2 separate regions of the Danio rerio genome follow, and region 1 is linked to region 2. The links are chromatin contacts, called in public Micro-C maps. All regions are on one chromosome and are shown on one strand. The core of a region is the stretch at or near the end of the contact, and the rest is flanking DNA. Distances in the headings are between cores, read along the strand shown. Region 1 holds the start of swap70b (switching B cell complex subunit SWAP70b). Region 2 overlaps swap70b (switching B cell complex subunit SWAP70b).

Region 1 (6,823 bases), core at 145-2,644, 33 kb after region 2:
ACCGGACCTTCATCATCATCTCTAAAGTGTTCCTCTAGAGCTACAGGATCATGAGGGATCTTCATCACTGTGCACAGGTTATGGGAAAGCACCTGAAAGACAGTAATAGAGCAATTCCAGCGTTATAAATGCGACATTTGCAGTAAATCTCAAAACACAAATGCACAGAGAAAGTATATGTTAACATTATATTAAAACATCTGTTTATATTTTCCAAAACAACCAACCACAGAGTTGTGAAAGTATAAAAATATCAATCTGTAAACATTTTTTGTTCTTTAAATGAGGAAAATAAACAAGCGTTATGGATGTGATCAAAAACGTCTGCAAGTTTACAGTATACAACATTGTAGAAATTCTGTGAATTAAACTGCACAACCCAAAATAAATGATGCTAATCAAAAAGATAAGAGTTGGCTAACTACAGAACATGACTGATTTAATTTTATTTGACATTTTTGCATGAGGAAAAAAGCTTGGGTATGGACGTAACGGATATGAAATCGCCACTTGTGTGACTTTGGTAAATTATATATAATTGTTTGAGAACACTGACTAAGACATTTTAGATGTTCAATAATTATTCACTAAATAAGTGCTTTTAAAGTTAGAAATATTAATTATGTTTAAAAATAATTTATTTAGTGAAGACATAATTTAGAAAAGCATGCATCTAGACATTACATATTATACAAATTTTAATACAATGGTTATACAGCTATGGAAAAATACTGCATACAATTAGTTGAATGCAACTAACTTAACAAGTCATTTCAACTTACTTTATATTAAACTGATTTAAAACATACAGTAAAACCTATCATAAATAAAGTGTAAACGTTTAACTTTAGCAAAAGAAGCAGCAAAACAAACGTCTATTTCATTGACACAATGGCAGAAAGAATCTGAAACAAGGTCAAAGTTTAGGGAAGGGGTTGGAACGTAACTAAATGTGTTAATATTTAGACTGCCGTTAGACATTTAATTCTTCATCATTAACACAGGACCATAAGCTTGAATACGAAAAGCAGCCTTCTCTATCCCAGAAATAGAGTAACGTTAAGTTTGTACGCTTCGAAACAAATTTTCTAAAGAGTTTGACTAAGTTGTACATTTACAGTTAGTGTGTGGCTATATATGATTCACGAGTCCTTAAACTGAAAGAATTGTCTTCAGTGAAGCGTTAAAAACAACGTTTACACTCCAGTGCACAAACTCAAAGAAAACACGATTAATTCAAGAGCAAAACGACAAACCTTCAGCTGAGATTTTGACACTTTCCCACTTTTATCCACATCCAGGGCTGTGAAGGCATGCCAGATTGCCTTGAGAAGCTCGTCCCTTAGTCCCATTTTCAGAGGTAGTTTCTCCGTCTGCTGACTGGCGTCGCACTTGATGTGGACTGTTTTCTCATGAGATGTTACAATAGAGTCGTCACATGACCTTAGCAGAACTACAACCACTGAACCCGCGGCTCGAGCACCACTCAGCGATGAGCGCGCGCCGCTGAAGGAATGCACCACAGCAGTGAGCATTATTCACACTGAATTTGCCACTTTCTTTTGTTTCGTTTAACACATCTACATCCTTTCACACCCAAAGACTGTGGTATGATGTTATTTTAAATGATGATGATTAGTTGGTAATAAGCGGACAAACGTGTACCAACAAAATGTTTCGCACACCATTACACCAGAGTCCAAATTTATTGAGTCAACTGACTGGAGTTGAATAGTTGTGTTCATCTGCTTCAAGGTTTGATGTGTGTACACAGACATGCTTTGTTATGATTACGAACCAGGCATTAAGGCATATTTCCTACAGAACCACTGCATTGTTTTCCTCATATTCAGGTGACACGGTGGCTCAGTCCTGTCACCTCACCGCAAGGTTGTTAGTTTGAGTCCCAGCTGGGCCAGTTGGTATTTCTGTGTGGAGTTTGCATGTTCTCCTTATGTTCACATGGGTTTTCCCCACAGTCCAAAGATATGAGCTATAGGTGAATTGTATAAACGAAAATTGGCCGTAGTGTGCATGTGTATGGACGTTTCCATTACTGGGTTGCACCTGGAGGGTCATCCGCTGTGTAAATCATATGCTGGCTCATTTCGCTGTGGGAACTGCTGATGAATAAAGGGACCAATTCAAAGGAAAAATGAATGAATGAACATAATATCTCTTTACTGACCATTTTTTGTAAATCCTAGAAATGATTGTGCGGGAACATGTAATGTGTAGTTATATAGCGTATTTATGGTGTATGGCATACACCCAAAGCGCTTCACAATCATGAGGGGGCTCTCTTCACACCACCACCAGTGTGCAGCATCACCACACACCAGCTATAGGTGAAGTGGAGGAGGAGATAGAGCCAATTCAGTGAATGGGGATGATTGGGAGGCCATGATGATTAAGGGCCAAGAGGAAATAAGTGCCATAAGATTTTTATAATGACCACAGTCAGGACCTGTTTAATGCCTCATCCAAATGACGAAAAACAAAGTAGATCAGCAGTGTCTGAAATAACCGCTTGTCTGGCACCAACTATTGCCCGTCCCAACTTCCAAGTTGCTTAAATCATCCTTCTTCCAGTCTAATGCAACTGTTGAACTTCAGTTAAGTTCTTTTGACTACATACTTGCTACTAAGTAACTGGTTGATCAAATATTTGCTTTAAAAGGCAGTTTAAATGGCTTACTCTTATTCCAAACAATTAAGAAAACACAACTTGTAGATTCAAGTGAATAAGCAATAAAAGACAGTCAAGAAGAGGTTACATGTGCTAAAGGTTATTATTCTGTTCCGATGACTTAATATCAGAATGTGACAGTATAAAAACAAAAAAAGGATTAAAAATATTTTACTGTAGAGTGAATTAAACTTTAAATTTGTTTTCTCAGCTAAGGCCATGCAACAAAAACGACAAAAACCAAAACAAACCCCAACTCCACTTTACATGTTTAAGAAAAACAAAGCAAAATTGACCAGTATGGGTAAAGGGTTTATTAAAATGAACATATTTACAAACAAAGAGTTAACAAGACCAAATAATCTAAACAGTACCCTAGCAATGAGGATGATATGACAAAAGTGAAAATAAGACATTATTTACTAAAAGACATTTGATGAACTGGACAAAGATTGTTTTAATGCTACAAACAGGGTTGGAGATGTGAATGGCATATGTACATTTAAATCATCGTTGGCTTTCAGTTAAGCATACATTTGCCACATGGTTAATTCAAAAGAAAAAAACGATGAATGTAATCTGCAACAAAAGTGACACTGGAGCAAACATGTTTGAATAATGAGCTCAAAATATTGCTCGCTTGCTTGGATGGATAAAATGATTTAAAGTTATTCTTAAAATAAAAATCTTCCAACCCTAACTGAATACAGACGAACATGAATAGCAGCAGGCTTTCTGTGGCAAGCTCCCCATTGCCTCCAAAGTGCTCAATTTAATGGCAATCCAACTCAAGCCCCAGCTTCTGTGGCCCAACAGGCGTTTCTTTTTTTCACAGGCAGTAAGGTGCACAAATCTTTGATCTGGTACATTCACATATAAATGGGCTCAACAGGGGCACACATCTCTCATTTGGTAAAGAGCAACACTGCACCTTTGAGAAAGCAAGTGCAGGGAGACCATTCTGACCATTGCCTATGGAACTTAAAGCAAAGATCAGGAGGACAGAACTATACTAAAAATGTGTCCATCTTAGGGCAATTCTGTCAAGAGATTTTATAAAGGCAAACCTAAACGGCAAGGCAGATCTGCATCATATGCTCAAGGGCTTCTGTTAATGTAACACAGAAGAACCCAATCTTCAGTAAAGACCACAGTGCGTGTACCAAACAGTATAAGCACTATAAGTCACAGGATAGTCCGTCTCACCCTTCTGGCTAGTCAAAATAGTCTGTGCAGAAGCACCGGTCTTTCTTAAGCACCACTGTAGTTACCACTCAGGATTGGTCATCTCCTTAGACTGGAGTTCAGTTCAGTAAATGGTGAGGCTAACCGAGCGGTTCATCTTTTTTCCGATGAGTCGGGAAGCTCTGGAGCTGGACTGGATTGTGGAACGTGTAAGAACACGGTCTGTGGTTAGAACCCTCTCCTCCGCTGCAGCCTTCGCCATCTGAGCTTTCTTCAGCTCCCTGAGAAACAAAAACAATTATTAGTTCATTCTGAAATAGGACCTTTCCATCAAGACCTTTTCTTTTAGTTTATTTATTACCACATCAGCAAGCTTACAGTGATTTTATGGCTAAATGAATACAAATGAATTAGATAATGCAATCATAAAAACATAAATTAAAACACTTTACATTAAAAACTACAATTAGATTTTCCATTCCATTAGTTTTTCCAGTGTGATATATGATCATTTAGAAATCTATCGAACATAGAAAAATTAAGAAGCCTTTAAAATGTCAAACACCTTTATAATGTTTCAGCAGGCAACATATCTAAATCTAGGTAAGAATCTACCTCTTATAAATGAAAGCATTAAGCATATACAAAACATGGATGGTGATTACATACTTCTGCAAAAGTGCGTTCTTGAATTTCTCTGCATTAAGCTCTACACGCAGCTGGTCAGCACTCATTCTGGATGCAGTCAGAAGAACAGGATGCCTGACAAGTTCTGAGGTCGAGGGTCGTCGTGTTGGGTCAGGATGAATCATAAGCTGTCAATGGAGACATGTTGACATTTTAATCAGACATTCAAAATTGGTATGGAGAGAATTCAGTTTATTGCCATTCGAGCTTCTCAGGCCATGTCATGGCAAAAAAAAAAAAAATAAATCAAGTTTACCACATTTTATAAATATCACTTTTCTATAATTACAAAAAAATTCTAACAATTAAAAGTCATCAACAGCAATATATAATGCACAAGATAATACATAAATAATAATACCAGAAAATAAAACAGTTTAAGGTTTACTTTTGATAAAAAAATCTACAAATTTAAATTATCTCCAGATTTAAAAAAGTTGTTCGATAACATTAAAAATAGGCGATTCAACAAGTATTTGCTAAAAGTTTGGTCTCTACTGCAATATTGACATTTTGGGGGTTCTTCTTTGAGCAAATGGGTCTTGTGCATTCAATACAGCATCTTCTACAAAAAAACTCAAAACCAGTATGGAAAAAAATAATAATAAATAGTAGACTTAATTCTATATAGGATTATCTCATGTCAGAAGCCTTACCTTCAGCAAGCTTAAAAATTCCTGAGAAAGCACTTGAGGGATATGGGGCAGAATGCCCTGTCGGATTTTGTGCCACTTGTCTCCATTGGTAGGAAGAGGCTCTGCTCCAGACGCACTGACTACAGTCAGAGCAAGAGCAAATATATCTGCTTTTTTCAAATTACTGTAATCCTGCAGGAAAGAAATATTAAAACAAAAAATTAAATATAAAACAAATGTAAATATAAACCTAAATAAACAAAACTTAATGAAGAAAGGGTTTACCTCTTGAAGAACTTCATTTGCAAGGAACCTGCTGTCACCTTCTTCGACTTGTGGATTGGTAACCGTTGTAACATGGCCTAAATCACCTGAAACCAAAAATATTATAAAAATCCAGTCCTCTTTAAATTTATGAATCAAGTTAGCATCATCTAGGGATGCAATTTCAGTGTCTTACCTATTTTGTACACCACATTTGTGGTGGGGCCATCTTCTTCATCTTCAAATTCTTCTACACTAGCAGCAGGTTTGCGTGAAATGAATATATTGCCTGAAAGACATGAACAGAAGTCAAATATAGCACAAAAAAACAACAACAACAGATCTTTAAAACATTAGCGCAATATTTCTAAAAATTTGAACAAGCAAATACATACTTGGCTTGATATCCATGTGAACAAGGGCTGTCGAGTGAATGTATTTGAGTCCCCGAGAAACTTGCAGCAGCAGATCCTTCAGCTCCAACTCAGACAGGAAGTGCATGCGCCTGTTGTTCTCAGCAATGACATCAGACAGGGTTCCACCATTGCAGTACTCATTCTGGATTAGCATGTGGTCGTCTTCTGCCCAGGCAGAATAATACCTCACAACGTGGGGGTGCTGTCCAAGTACAGCATGTGCATATACCTCACGAAGTGCATTTTGCCTATAGGGGTCAATTCACAGCAATAATTAAAACAAATAATTCAGATTTGTTTCTGGTATTGAAAAGCAAGAAGGTACAATGCCCACTTACTCATCCACAGAGCCTGCCAGAGGCTTTTTGGAACGTTTGATGGCGTAAATACAGCCGTCCAACCTCTTGACGCATTTAAAAACAGAACCAAACTGTCCAGAGCCAATCTTCTCCAACTCGTGGAATTCAGATGCATATCTGGACATCATGTTATTCTCCATCATTGTAATCCTCTGTAAGGAATTTATTAGACACATTAGGAATGCACCAAAACTGTGTTAGAGGTCTTTTTTATTAGGTTTCAGAAAAGATAAAAAAAATCTAGACTGAAGTAAAATAATTATAACTATTATTATTATTATCATAACAACAACAGCAAATAAAAAAAGAGGATTAAGGTCAAGTAAAATAAAGGTAAAAGAAAATTAGTTTTTGGTTAAGCACATTATACATTTTCAGTTAAAACTTAATACACATTTTATGGTGAATTTCAATGTATTCAAAGATTTTAAAAGTACTTAAAATATCAAAAATACTTGTATAACTAATATATATATATATAGCTTAAGTTTTACCTTCGAAGGTGGAATCAGCTCATCTTCAATCTCGGCATCACTTGCATCCATGTCTTCCCCACATGAACTGCAGAAAGGGGAAAAATTTATTAGA
Region 2 (7,286 bases), core at 3,363-5,862:
TTTTAACTGTAATAATTATATTATTAATGATATTTTATTATTATATTATTTTATTATTATATAAATATAATAATAATTTAATTTCATTAATTTAATTTTTTTTTGGCTCAGTCCCTTTAATAAAAAAAAAAATAATAATAACAATAATAATAATAATAATACTGTTATATTAAATTATTATTGTTAGCATGAATTGTATTATTAATACTATTAATATTATTGTTATTTATTTATTTATTTATTTTTTTATAATATTATATTATATAATATTTTTTTTTAACTTGATGTGAATAATGCATTGTTTAATTCTGTCCCTTTTTTGTCAAACAGTGCCCAGTCTTTATATGAATTAGGCATAAAAATAACATTTTTAAAAGATCATATGCGAGGAGATGGTAAAGAAATAAAAGTTCTTAAATGAACAAATTTGTAAATAAATGTATATTAGCTTTTGTCGTTTTGGTACATTTCTCAGATCAGAATTAAAATTGGCAAAACAGTAAAAGCATTTCTCAAAGAAAAACACCATGGATGACCTGCAAAGTCTGTCTCTTGCTCAAAATCCTTAGTTCATCTCTCAAAAGTACAACAAAACAAAAATAGAAATGTGAACATTGGAGAATCTTCTCTGAGATGCACCTTCAGTAGAAAAAAAGTCCAAAATTAACTGGGAGAAACGTATCAATTTTAAACAGATTTAGAAAAAAAGTCTAATGTAAATGTATAGGAAAATGCTTTATGGCAATAAAAATATGACAACTTGTTCAGCCATTTTGCATGTAAAGATGAGAACAAACCATGAACAAACGACTGAATGTTGTTGAGGGTGAAACAATTCAACAGAGACTAAAATCATACATTTTAACCAATTTATAATGCAGAAAACATCAGAGGATTGTACATATTCATTTGCATGCATGTACAAAAGCATTTGCAACGTGTTTAGGAAATGAGAAACTGCTTTTTTATTGTGCACAAGTGACACCATGATCTGAATACTGAGAAAAGATCATCACCTGGCTGAATGAGTCTTATGAGTCCTTCATGCTGAGCCACTTTGTCCTTCCAGCTCTTTGTATTATTGGCAGCATCTGATAGTTTCTTCATGACCTCCTGCTCACACAAAAACACAAACCTACCATCAGAAGAACACACAAGAGCAGTGGCATTGCTCCATTCAACCAGCAGATGGCAGACTACACAGGCAGGATTTTTTTTTCTGCAGTGTACACACACAAATACACACAAAAATGTCCTAACTACTTATTTAAAATGAGCTGAATCAACACAATTCTTTCAGTTTTTTTTGGGGGGGGGACAACTTAAATGTTTTATATTCAATCCACAATTAACTTAATCTACAAGTTAACTTTATCGATTTGTGTTGAGGAGCATGAAGGAATTATATGAAACCCAGAATTTTTACAGTGTAGTACAATGAGGCAGTGGACCTGATATTGCTCCAGAGCTCCCTGTCTGTCTGCCTCCAGCTGATGCAGCTGCTGCATGGCGGACTCTAAAGCGCTCTCCTTGGCCAGACGCTCTCGCTCCAGCTCCTGCTTCTCTGCCTGTGTCTGAGAAATGGTCTGCTGCTGATAGAGGTGAATCTCCTCCAGCTCTGCACGCTTGGACACTTCCTCCTCCAGCAGCCTGCAGACACAGAAAAACACATGCTCATATCTGCACGTGCCAATACACAGCTCCTTTACATCTTTATTAGATCTAAAGAGGTAGTGACTAATAGAAGATTGTAGGGAGTAAGCAGAATACCCTATTAATTACCACAAAACAAGTATATATTACAAATGATTTGTCATCGTATCTTAGTGAGATACTACTGACAGGATTGTGCAAAATGTATAATTCATGAAACAAGTCATTCTTGTCCTTGATTCTGATTGGTTGAGCATCACATTGTAATCAGAAGGCCCCACCCACCGAACAATCCAACCTATTCCATTGAGTTAGTATTGTGGGAAGCTGTCTCCTTGCCATTTCTGACGAACAACAAAGAGCAAACAATGTCTAAAAACTGCTATGTGACAAGGTGAATAGTAAGCAAGCTAAAAAAACCTAAAACAATGTTTTCCTGACCCACCAAAAATGACACAATAACAGAGAGCAGCGTGTAATATTTATTAGAAAACAACTGTTATGCCCACAGCAATGAAATGTAGTTGGCGAGAGGAAACATTCATCATTTTTAACCATCTCAAAGGATTGTTGCGGAAATGAGGCGAAGGAGATATATAGAGAAAGTGAAATGTATTAGTCAATATCAGTGGTAGGGGACCTATGGCTCTCAAGCCACATGTGGCTCTTCGAGCAAAAATCCATGGTTCTCCAGCTGTCTCAATAATATTTTACAGTTTAAAAAATTATAACCAATCACTAGAAATCAGTTTCCTATTGAAAATACAATTACAATTTTTACGTTTCGACTAATACACGTGAGCAGAGCTGTGGATAAACTTTAATCGTGACACCAATAAAGGGCTAATGTGTGTGCGTGGTTACCATATAAACATACGTTGTTTTGTCTTTTGTTTACTCAATAATATTATTTTTGTTCTTTAAAACTAGTGAAAATGAATATAATAACAATAATATATGTTCTTTAAAACTAGCCAAAATTACTGCCGCATATTTATTTTGAATAATTTCAAGCAACTATGTGTTTTTTATAAAAGTAAATTGTTTGTTTATTTTAAATTGTTTTGCTTTTCAAAAAAAAAAAAAAAAAAGAGTTTATTTACCAGAATAAATGTTCTTTCTTCATTCATGGACTTGCTCAACATGACGATGCTTCATATATGTTTATTTTTGAGTTGTGCATGAACATAAATAAAGGTTTAGTTTAAACCTGTTTTATTTATAGTAGTCGTATCTTATTGGGGTAAATATATGCGTATATATATATATATATATATATATATATATATATATATATATATATATATATATATATATATATATATATATATATATACCCCAATGGGTCTTTTAAAAAATGAATTTGGCAAAAATATCAGAAATGGCTCTTTGCTGAAAAAAGTTTACCCACCCCTGGTCTATGTTATGACCCCTTTTCCCTACTTCTTTAGTTGGAGAAATGATCCAACTCCATGCGAAACAATTTAATATTTACAACTTTTTTGTGGGTGTGGCCTAAATGCACTCTCTCTATTCTGTATTGTAATCTTTTTGTAAAAACACCACTTTTTTAAATACATGTGCTTTACCTCAGAATTACTGTCTATAAACAGCAAATTATGACCAAAACAAATTTGTGATGTGATGATACAAATGTGATGATAATAATGTGATAAAAATATAAAAAGCTATAGTTTAAAAAAAATGACTTTATTACAGACTATAATTCTGTATCCTGTTTACTCTTTTGATAAGAGATGCCCAAAGTTGGGCCCATGGGCCAAAATTGGCCAATTGTAACCTTTGATTTGCCCACCATCCCATCTGAGAAGAAAGTGAAAATGATGGAGAGGGGCAAATGCCTTTAACAAAGAGATCAGAGAACATAGAGATCGACTTAACATATTTTTATTTCTTTGTTTTATAGCAGAGCTACAAAAGAGCAAACAAATTAAATGTTTTAATGAAATGTTTTATATGAATAAGATTTTTTTCCTGTACTGGGTACTGCTGGAATGGCATCCGCTGCGTAAAACATATGCTGGAGTAAAGAAATAAAGGAAAATGAATGAATGGATTTGATTTTTTAAAATGTAAATACTGTCACTCAATGGATAGAGAATTATGCAGACAATGTTGGCGAGTAAATCAAGCCAATGTCTGCAAAGACAGTGTAATTCTGTTATAAATTAGATTGTTTTCATTTTTACTGTTAATAAGTTCATTATAAAATGTTAAAAATGTACTGTAAATCACCCATGGCAACTATGTTTATCTTTGGCCCACTAGCCTTAATCAAGTTTGGTTTTTGGCCCTTCATAAGAAAAAGTTTGGGCACCCCTGCTCTTGATTCATAGGCATGAGATGATAACCGTTTTCAAGGTATACCGCGGTTTGGAAAGGTCAAGGTTTTAAAAACCGCCAAAGTTTCCTGTAATACCGTTTCTAAGGTATGTGTAATAACAGTATCTCCAGCATAAAAATATCCAAAGATGCCATTTTAAAATGTAAAGAAATCTGTTATTGAAGCAAATGAAGACAGCAGAAGTCAATGACTCATTTGACATGTTCATTTGACATGTTTACTGTTCCAAAATATTATACAAAAATGTTTTAAAAAAATAAAATATATTGTTTTCAAAGAGGAAAAAAGTTTTTGTTTTTTACCCAGACATTTACAAATAATGTATTTTAGAGCAGTGAGCACAATACCATGATACAGTGAAACCGGGGTATTTTTATCCAAGGTTATCATACCGTCAGAATCTTATACTGGACTATGCCTATTCATACTCAGGATGTTTTGTGTGATTCATAATTCAGTTCTGAATAACTCACAAACCTTGCATTTACAGATTGTTCACATGTTGAAATTGAAACTGACTGTCAGTAGTTCCCACAATTGTGAGTCGTTCATAAAGCTTGAAGTAAATGTAAGATTCTTTTAACAGTTTACAAACTCACATTTGACCTGCTGTATAAACAAAATACACATTTTAACAATGACTAAAAGATTATGGATGTGGGAGTGTGAAAATGAGGGGGATTCACACACTGGTTATAAAAGCAATTGTGTGTTTAGTAAAGTGATGAGCTGGTGATTGGTCAGCACAAACACAGGAAGACTGCTGGTTTTTGTAGGGTGAGACAGGGAACAGGAACTGCAGACGTGAACAGACGTCTCAGACATCCTCATGTGTTTGTGATGCTTCTCTAACTTCCCACCTTACAAGGAAATAGACGGTCCTCTGTAAACTGACCTGATCCAGGTGTCACATGACCTTACTTTTTAAAGTTTGATCAAGCCATAACTGCACAGCTATGCTATACAGTAGTCAATTTAAGGTGGACAAAAAAGTTTTTAGGACAAAAATGTTTTTTTTTTTCAATAGTGTTTGGACAATTTTGGTGAAAGGTTTTGATCCACTTGAAATGTTGACTGTAAAAGTATTTTTTTGTGTGTGTGTCTAATTGTTTTATCAAAACACATTTAGAGTATATTTAAATTATTTTTATTATTATTATTAATGAAGCATAGGCAAAACAGCCCAAATGTTTTTAAATGCTTTAAAAAAGCCAGAAAACATGACGAACATGAAGGGCTCTATCATAAGATGTGTTTAGACGTGTTTTTACTATTTTAAGACCAGCGCAACCCTAAATTTCACATGTTGCGCCACAGTGTTTAAATAGCGAATCCATTTGCACCACTTGTGGACTCATGGCTGTGTCGGTCTAAAAAAGAGGTATGTTAAGGCGCATTGTTGGCACGTTGCTATTTTGAAAAACTAAAATAAAATGTGCCATTGACCAACTAAAATCTGGTATAGTTCAGTGCAGAGCATGTTGGTAATGCGCCTATGTGGATTCAAATGCTTATACATTGCTACACACAGGACGTACAGCAATACACAAATATCTTTACATATGAAAAAAATTAAAGGATTAAAATGTTACAAAAAATATTATTTTCTACATAAATATAAAAACCAATACCCCTTTTCAGCTTTTTCCAGTTTATTCATGACAATTTGCATTTGTATAATGTTATTATTTTTAGCAGTGTTATCTATAAGCAGTAATTCAAAAACGCTTTGTTGATGTCAAGAATTAAATGGTTGATATGGAGGATGCATGACCTGTGAATGAATAAATGTCAAAAAGGCATCAGAATTTCATAACTTTCTAGCCATGCTTGGATTCTTTTTCTAACCATTATCAGGTTCCAATCGGATATGCAACAACTACAAAAAATGGTTTATGATCAAGTTATTTTGTATCCATATATTAAAATACAATGCTAAAATTTCAAATTTCATCAAGATAAATTCAAGACATTTTGAAGACCAAAAAAGTGCTTTAGTAGTTTGAAGGGAACACAAAATGTCATTATGTTCTCCAAATGCAAATTTATAGGGAGCAGACTTATATTACTTAAACAGACATACTTAAGACTTATATTTCTCATTTTACATTAAAAAAAAGTTGACTTTGTTGAGATATATGTATTCCATAAAGAAAAAGACTGAGCATGGATTATCAGGCCTGTGAAAGTAAAGCAAGATAAACTGCATTTAATTTAGTCCGTAGTTATTCATTTACAGTTGTGTTAGCTGAACTGCGGAGCTCAGAGCATATTTGGAATTAACAATTTGTTTCCACAACCTCAGCCTGTTATAATAATTGGTATCCTTTTTTCATTTATTACCCCTCAATAATTAATCATATGAAATATAATTCACTCCACATTTTAAAGCCAACAAAAAAAAAGCCAGCATACCTGGCCTGTAGTTTTCGGACAGTTTCCTCATCCTGTCTGGCCTGTCTTTCCTCCTCCAGTGCTTCTTCTAAGCTGTGGTACATGTTCTCCAGTTCACGGACGCGCTGCAGATACTGCTCTAGCTCATTGGACTTCTGAGCCACCTGTTCCTCCATTTGCTGTCGTACCTAAGACACAAAGAGAAAAAAGTTTAGTAAAATAATAATAAATAAATCAAAAAGAAAAATAAAAAATAAATTTTGTAAATATTCTGTAATAAAATAAGCAAATATGTATTTTTTAACTGTCAAAATTGTCAAAAAACACTGGACCCCATTAATTATATATATATATATATATATATATATATATATATATATATATATATATATATATATATATATATATATATATTGGAAAAACAAGAAGACAAATGTAATTTTTGGCTTAGCAACTTCAAAAACTTCACAAAATCAAATGAATGATTATAATCTTGATTAGAGAAAATGAGGCTTTGTTTAGGTGTCAAAATTGTGTGCTTCAACGTTTCAGATATTTATAGCCAAAAGCAGAACTTCTGCTGCAGTGTACTTCCTGTAATATTCAAAAATGGACCTGTTGGGCTGAGGTAATCTAGCACCCTATTGGTCAAAATAACCTCTCTAGACACATGACATCAAAACGCATGTTGAAGTTTGCTAGCCAGACAGTGAACAAGCAGAGCAAACAAATACCATTTTCTCTTTCTCCATTTCCAGCCGATACAGATCCTGCAGCTCGTTCTGGGTCTGCAGACGTCTGCGTTCCTCGTCTGCTGCATTGGCTGCTGCCTCCTCCAGTTTCTGTGCAACACAAAGACGTTTTTCATTTGTAA

What was found. Hi-C and Micro-C count contacts between places; a contact is called where the count stands out from the background.
Region 1: a contact with region 2 is called in a Micro-C map of caudal fin, with 5 times the contacts expected there. The contact joins the promoter of swap70b here to the enhancer-like site in region 2. A contact is called at or near these places in 3 of 18 Hi-C or Micro-C datasets (caudal fin, hematopoietic stem cells and an unstated tissue) and 1 of 4 datasets of contacts at active chromatin or transcription factors (caudal fin).

The regions. Positions count from the first base shown.
Region 1 is chr18:18,299,261-18,306,083 of GRCz12tu, forward strand. It overlaps swap70b (switching B cell complex subunit SWAP70b), which reads right to left and starts at 1,395. Exons shown (of 12, transcript NM_001044986.1): 1 at 1,257-1,395; 2 at 1-92. The coding sequence starts at 1,352. It overlaps wee1 (WEE1 G2 checkpoint kinase), which reads right to left. Exons shown (of 10, transcript NM_001309435.1): 3 at 6,730-6,796; 4 at 6,215-6,387; 5 at 5,856-6,124; 6 at 5,657-5,749; 7 at 5,482-5,567; 8 at 5,218-5,388; 9 at 4,544-4,689; 10 at 2,981-4,155. The coding sequence ends at 3,999.
Region 2 is chr18:18,262,644-18,269,929 of GRCz12tu, forward strand. It overlaps swap70b (switching B cell complex subunit SWAP70b), which reads right to left. Exons shown (of 12, transcript NM_001044986.1): 8 at 7,147-7,254; 9 at 6,434-6,600; 10 at 1,452-1,650; 11 at 1,017-1,113. Among named protein-coding and RNA genes, the nearest start is that of swap70b, 34 kb to the right of the region's middle. Within about 2 kb of position 4,613, at least 5 of the 62 cell types and tissues checked have an H3K27ac peak or open chromatin away from gene starts, as enhancers often do.